2 separate regions of the Lactuca sativa genome follow, and region 1 is linked to region 2. The links are chromatin contacts, called in public Hi-C maps. All regions are on one chromosome and are shown on one strand. The core of a region is the stretch at or near the end of the contact, and the rest is flanking DNA. Distances in the headings are between cores, read along the strand shown. Region 1 holds the start of LOC111888746 (hexokinase-2, chloroplastic). Region 2 holds the start of LOC111888751 (WEB family protein At1g75720).

The links. Hi-C and Micro-C count contacts between places; a contact is called where the count stands out from the background.
Region 1: a Hi-C map of leaf shows a contact between it and region 2, with 6 times the contacts expected there. The contact joins the promoter of LOC111888746 here to the promoter of LOC111888751 in region 2. A contact is called at or near these places in 2 of 4 Hi-C or Micro-C datasets (leaf and seed).

The regions. Positions count from the first base shown.
Region 1 is chr2:24,548,250-24,551,662 of Lsat_Salinas_v11, reverse strand. LOC111888746 (hexokinase-2, chloroplastic) reads right to left here and starts at 2,127. Exons shown (of 8, transcript XM_023884860.3): 1 at 1,743-2,127; 2 at 1,426-1,576; 3 at 1,155-1,337; 4 at 251-481; 5 at 1-96. The coding sequence starts at 2,035.
Region 2 is chr2:24,393,599-24,396,846 of Lsat_Salinas_v11, reverse strand. LOC111888751 (WEB family protein At1g75720) reads left to right here and starts at 1,823. Exons shown (of 2, transcript XM_023884866.3): 1 at 1,823-2,140. The coding sequence starts at 2,018.

The sequences.
Region 1 (3,413 bases), core at 878-3,377, 150 kb before region 2:
CTGCTCACCGGGGTTTATACTCTCCGCATCCATCTCTCTATCGAATTCAGTCAAAGGAAGACCGTTTGAGAACGCTCCCCACTCTGTATTCACTATCTGAAAACAATCCCACATGACATAACTAATAAAGTAAGAATTTCAGCTGAAAATTCATACAAAGGAAAGGAGTAGAACTTTTAATTACATATGAGTAACTTAAGTGGCATGTTTAAATTTAATATAACATTATAAGTAAAATTGATGTACAAACCGTTTTTCCCGAGATAGATTTATGGCCTTGTAGTTTAGGAATGGCATTCACGGATTCTACATAGCAAGCATTTGTTCCTGTCCCGAGAATAACCGCAACCATGACATCATCATCCCAGTATCTTGCCCCGGCTAGTGTTGCTACCGTATCATTAACCAGTGCGGATACCCGCATATTCAGCCCTTGCCTTCCCATAGCTTCATTTAAACACACAACGATATCTTTTCCGGGCTGAAACACAATTATTCAAACTTGACTTTAGTTCTCAATATCGTACGGATGTCACAGAGGCTCCGATTTTTAGACATGACAAGACAGAACAGAACATGATGTGTACCATGTTTGGCATGCATTGGACACGGTTTGACGTAAATGAGAAAAAAAATTACAGGACAAAACAAGACAGAACAGAACTTGATTTGTACAACGTTTGGCATGCATTGGACTGTGTTTGATGTAAATGAGACAAAAATTGACAAGATAGAACACAACATGATTTGTATAACGTTTGGCATGCATTGGACAGGGTTTGATGTAATTGAGACGGAAATTGTCAGGACAAAGCGCAACATGATTTGTACAACGTTTGGCATGTATCGGACAGGGTTTGATGTAAATGACACAAAAGCACAGAACAAAACATGATTTGTATCACGTTACACAACATGATTTATATAGAGTGTGGCATGCATTGGACAGGATTTGATGTAAATGTGACAAAAATTGACAGAACAAAACATGATTTGTACAACGTTTGGCATGCATTGGACAGGGTTTGATGTAAATGTGACAAAAACTGTCCCACGAAACAAGGTGGAAAATAGTTTCTCATCGAAGATAGCCCTAGAAAGCTTGTTAAGTCTTGTCCAATACAGATCCATGTAATAAAGAGAAAAATACAAACCGTTCCCGAGACTGCAAAACCTTTAGTCCATTTCATTAGTATCCCGGAATCAATGGAGGTTTGTTTCACCGGAAAAGAGAAAGTAAACCCCGTTTCTCGACTTCTGTCTTTTTGCAACACAAACTTTCCCCCCTCTTTTTTCACAAAATTTGCTAAAGCAGAGGCAATAAAATCAAACAGCTCCTACAAATCCATTAAACCGAATATATCAATAAGAGATTGGAACTGAAGAAACAAATTAATTGAGAATGATCATGATGGAAGAACAGACCTCGGAGGTGCCAAACATGATATCTTGTGGTATTGAAACTTGCTCGAATTCCGTGTCTATCACTCGTTCTTCCTTTCCTCCTAATTGAGTTCTAAGAACTCGAAAATTTGTTCCACCAAGATCCAATGCATAGAACAACCCTCTCTCATTCCTATATACAAAATCCTCTTTAGTTCAGTTTCAATATCCAAATATAAAGGAGTGAATTTGACTTAGAAGCTTCAAATTCGAATTCCAGAGTTTGAAATCTTTTGGGTTTAAAAGTGGTAATCACATTCCAGAGTTAAAATTGATAAAGTTGAAAGAACAGATCATACCCAGTTGGCAAAGAATCGACATAACTAAGGATCATCTTGAGATCACTGCCGCCATCCACGGCGAGGCCGGCTCGCATATCAGTTGCCATGGCGTCAGCGACGTGGCGGAGGACGGGGAGAGGGGTGGAACAGTCGTTTTGTAATTTGGTTAATATAGGGAGTGCAGCGGCGGTGGAGACTGAGACACCGGTGGTGGATCGGGCGACCATGGTGACACGTGGTGTGCGGCAAACGGATGACCGGGAAAGGGGGAAGTGTCTGACGGCCGGCGGTGAGTTGACGGCGAAGGACATTGTTGATTGACGGTGAGATCAAGGTGGATCTTTGGTTGGGTGGAAACTCGGGACAGGTACATGTTCTGAATCAGGAGTTCGGTTGGTTTCTTTTATTTCTTCTGCAGCTCCTTTGATGGAACACTGTGTTGGTTATTTAATCATTTAATAATTTAAATATTTCAATAAATATATTCTTTTAGACCAACTCTAGCTCTTAACAATATTGTTTATATTAAACTAATAAAAATAATATAAAAGTAGTATGAATATAGGTATTTCTGATCTATTGAATTATATTGAACAGCAAAACAAATATTTTATGCATATTATGTTTTATCTAATATCTATAATATTACATAAATAACTTTTATATTTATTTAGTTGTTCTAAACTTTATCCATATCTTTTTATTACTAGAAATTTATAAATTATTTTATTACAGATAAATAACAAAAATTTATTCGTATATAATTAATTACTATAGTATTAAAATAACTAATTTACTAAATTCTTTAAAAAAAAATATTACATATGTATTATGAATATTACGTATAAATTAAAAAATAAAGCGCGTTTTATACATTAAAATAGTTTTTCCCAACTTGGTTAATTAAAACATTACAAATGTTACTTTGTTTTCTGTGTTTTTTAAATTACTATGATCCTTAAAATATGTCATTTTTCTTTTTTTCGTTTTTTTCTTTTTTTTTTCTTTTTTTTTTTTGGTGTGTATGTGGCAACGGGTTAATCTCTTTTGTAAATTGAATTGTCATATTTGTATTAATAAAAGTTAGGTATTGTTGGATTTGTTAAATAAATATAGAAGGTCGATATCATTAACTAAATTGTCGATGGATGGGTAAACATTAATGTTTAAAAAGTCGAGGATTATTCTTTTAGGTTAAAGAATGAAAATTATTAAGGAAAATCATATTATATATTACAAGGGTATGTACAGAAAAATAAGTAAGTTTTTTTTAATTAATTAATGAAAGTTCAAATAATCAAAATTATATTATATGTGATCCGACTCATAAATATAAAGTGTGCATAAAAATAAGCACAAAATAGGGAAATTGGGGAACATTTTTTGAGTTTTTTTTTTTTAAATATAATATTTTTGTAAAATAACCACATATTTTGCATTGGGTCGTTCCGGAACGAATTCCAGATTATTTTTCGACTAGCCTGGCTCATTTCATTGGATCCAAAATGCCTATTCTGGATCAACCGTATATGTTCCGGATCGGAAGTTTGAATTTCAAAACCCAGAATATAATTTGTGGCGGCGATATCAATCCGGAAAGGCACATTCCGGTTCTGACGTTCTGACTCGATTCCGACATGCAAATCTCATCTCCGACATGCATTGACACCCATCTCCGACATAGAAGAC
Region 2 (3,248 bases), core at 574-3,073:
TAAACAAAAAATAGTCGAATTCCTTCATCCTTATGCTCAGTGTAGCACAATGCTACACTCATCATACACTTTTCACATAACCAACCTTTTGGTTAACTTCTTAATCCACTAAGGCAATATCCCAAACTTTCTAGAAGTCCACTATACTAAAAAAATAACTCGTAAAAATCAAAACTTTATGGACATGCATGTCCCATACATGTCCTATACTTTTCTAGGTCAAAACGGTGAAAGTATGAGCTTGAACCCATACATGACACCAAAACAAGTCCAAACTCCATATCGAAAAGATAGAACACTCAAAGGACATCCTATAATGATAAAGTTGCAAGCTTTATCTAGATTTCTTCCTTGAACTCCAACCTAAACCTCAAAAGAGGACCCAAAGACCATAAAATGAAAGATATAGAAAGCTTGAATCATAAAGTTGGGAGCTTAATGACTTACAAAGGCCCTCAAGATGCATAAGAAGCTTGATATCTTATGGAAACACTCACTTAAGCTCCAAAAAGTGACGAACTTACTTGAACACTCCCAAAATGGCACCCACAACAAGCAAAAGGAGGGAGGAGAGGGTAATGGAGGCTAGGGTTTCGTTCTTTAGAAGATGAAGGCTTATTTTTAGAAACCTTAAAAGTTAGAGATGCTTAAATAGTACCCTTATAGGGAGTGTGGATACCTTTCCTACCATACCGGTTGGGATGGAGAACTAAGCATTCCTTATAAGGAGTGTAGATACCTTTCCTATTACAACACGTTTCAAAGTAGTGAGGGCAACATATCCTATAAGAACTATGTAGTTAAGCATGCTAGAGAAGAACAATTGTGATACGTGCTAGGAAGAGGGGGGGGGGGGGGGGGGGAGGGGCGGTTACAGCTATCTTCCTTGGTTTGTTGGAATTCAATCAACATTAAAGTTCTTCAAGCAAATTGGTTTTGATGAATGTTAGTAATTATTATCCATCATGTTGCTGTTAATATCAATTAGGTTACAGATCTTTGTAAATCTTAAAGTTTACTTGCCTCATATTAAAATTGTTTGTTTCCGGTATCATGTAATTAATCTAGGAAGTTTAAAGAAAACATATCAATAATATGGTCTAATATCGGTCCAATAATGATTACATGCGTTTTGGTCAAAAACTAGACTAGTACTCAAATATAAACAATCATTTATGTTAGTTTAAATAATATGAATATAAACCGACATCATTTTATATTTGAAATTTTGTCAAAAAAAAAGATATTTGATTATGTTTTCCGAACCGACTACAAAATGTTCTCTTGTTGCACAACAATATAACGGTCATGAAAAGGAATCCTATAAAAGATGTTTGGTATCTCATTTTATGGTTAGTGTTTCACAATTTAACTATCATATGATGATCATATAATATATACACCATGTAACTCTTTGTGAGATCTAGGGTTTTTAGTAGACCTTATAAATGTGTCATGTCAGGTTGTTATATTAAACGAGTTGAAATAACTTGAACATTTCATTATCCGTTAACTTTTGTATGGTTTCAGACCAATCTATTTAATTAAACGAACTGAAATCTCTTACCTACATATACTTATTTCGTGCAAATCAAAATCGGGCGGATCTTTATTCTATCGTATTTCTTTTTGTCACCTCTACTTTTTTTTTCCTATCCTTACTATTTTTTATTCTTAAATTACTACCTAAAGATAAATAATTTTTTTTCTTTTCTAAATCTAACAACAAAACCAAACACAATCGGGCTTGATCTAATTTTAATCCGGTTAGTTATTACTAACAATCAAATTCCATTATTCCAAGTTCCAACAACCCAAAATGGGCCCAACTAGCCTAAAAATTAAAACAAAACTGAAGCCCATGACCCATCTCAAGTCAACAACTTGATAAGAAGCAATAAACAAATGGTGCTCCCACCTGTAACAGAATTCTATCAGCAAGTGAAGTGGCCGCGAAGAAAGGAAGCTTCTGTTCACCATATCTATCTCTCTTCCCACTCACTCACTAATCAAATTAATGATGATGATGAAAAGAGCAGAAATCGATACCACCGCCCCTTTCAAGTCCGTCAAAGAGGCCGTCGCCTTGTTCGGCGAGAAAGTTCTCGCCGGCGGAGTTTACGCCAACAAACTCAAAGAGGTTTTCTTCTTTTTCCAAATCTTGTCATTTCTTTTACATTTTTTTAGACTAAAAAAATGAAACTTTAAATTATCAACGATCATTTTAACTTCTAATACGTATGTTTTTAGTTTTTTGTTACATAAATTTAATGGTGTTGGCGTGTTGCAAGTGAAACTATGTTAATTCCAACTATATACCGAATTCTTGTGTTCATATCATTGATATTTTATGTATTCAATTATCATCAAAAGGCTAACATAATACATTATCGAGTAGAATTTTGTTCGTGGTTGTTTGTTACAATTTGACGTTTGAAATTTTAGTTATTTTGACTAAAAGTAATTATGATAATATATAGGATTACTACAAATCTTATCTAACAAAATTGGATTTTTAACTTTTTTTTTATTAACGGGGTTTTTGAAAAATATACGTAGTTATATGATTATATTTTTACAAATTTCTTATTGAGAGACTATTTTTGAAAAAGCCATGCAGATTTATAACAATATACATTATTTTATAGTTTGATTATTAGATTTTTGTAAAGTATAATGTGGGGATAAAAATACTAATAATAAATAGCTCAATGAAAATACATTACGATCTTTATCTTTAATTTAAATTTAAATATATAATCAATAAACTTTTTTCACTAGATTCTATCAGTACAATGGAGGAAAACACAAAAGTTGATGTAACGAATTTATTATCTCACTGGAAAAAACGATATTATATGGAAAAGAAGGGGATTGCTTAAAAGTGAATGAAGGCATTCTTTCTGACCGAAGTCACGGGAAAAGCCTTATCGATTTTATGATATAAAATTATGTTATTTTCATGTTTAACTGTCAAAATATATAAGAAAATTTCTATTAATTTTCCAGTTTATTCCGCATAGAGTAAATTACATGAATGGTCCCTATGGTTTGAGATAATTTGCACATTTGGTTCCTAACTTATTTTTTTTTATCTCAGAAGGACCCTGTGTTTGTTTTTGCTACGCGTTTGATCCCTATTGTTTGTTTTTGTTACACATTTGGTCCTTATCTTACCTAAAAAGACTATTGTTTAAATAGAGAAAAATGGTACGGTAGGTAAGCTAAGACGAAAGGGGTGGGGTTAG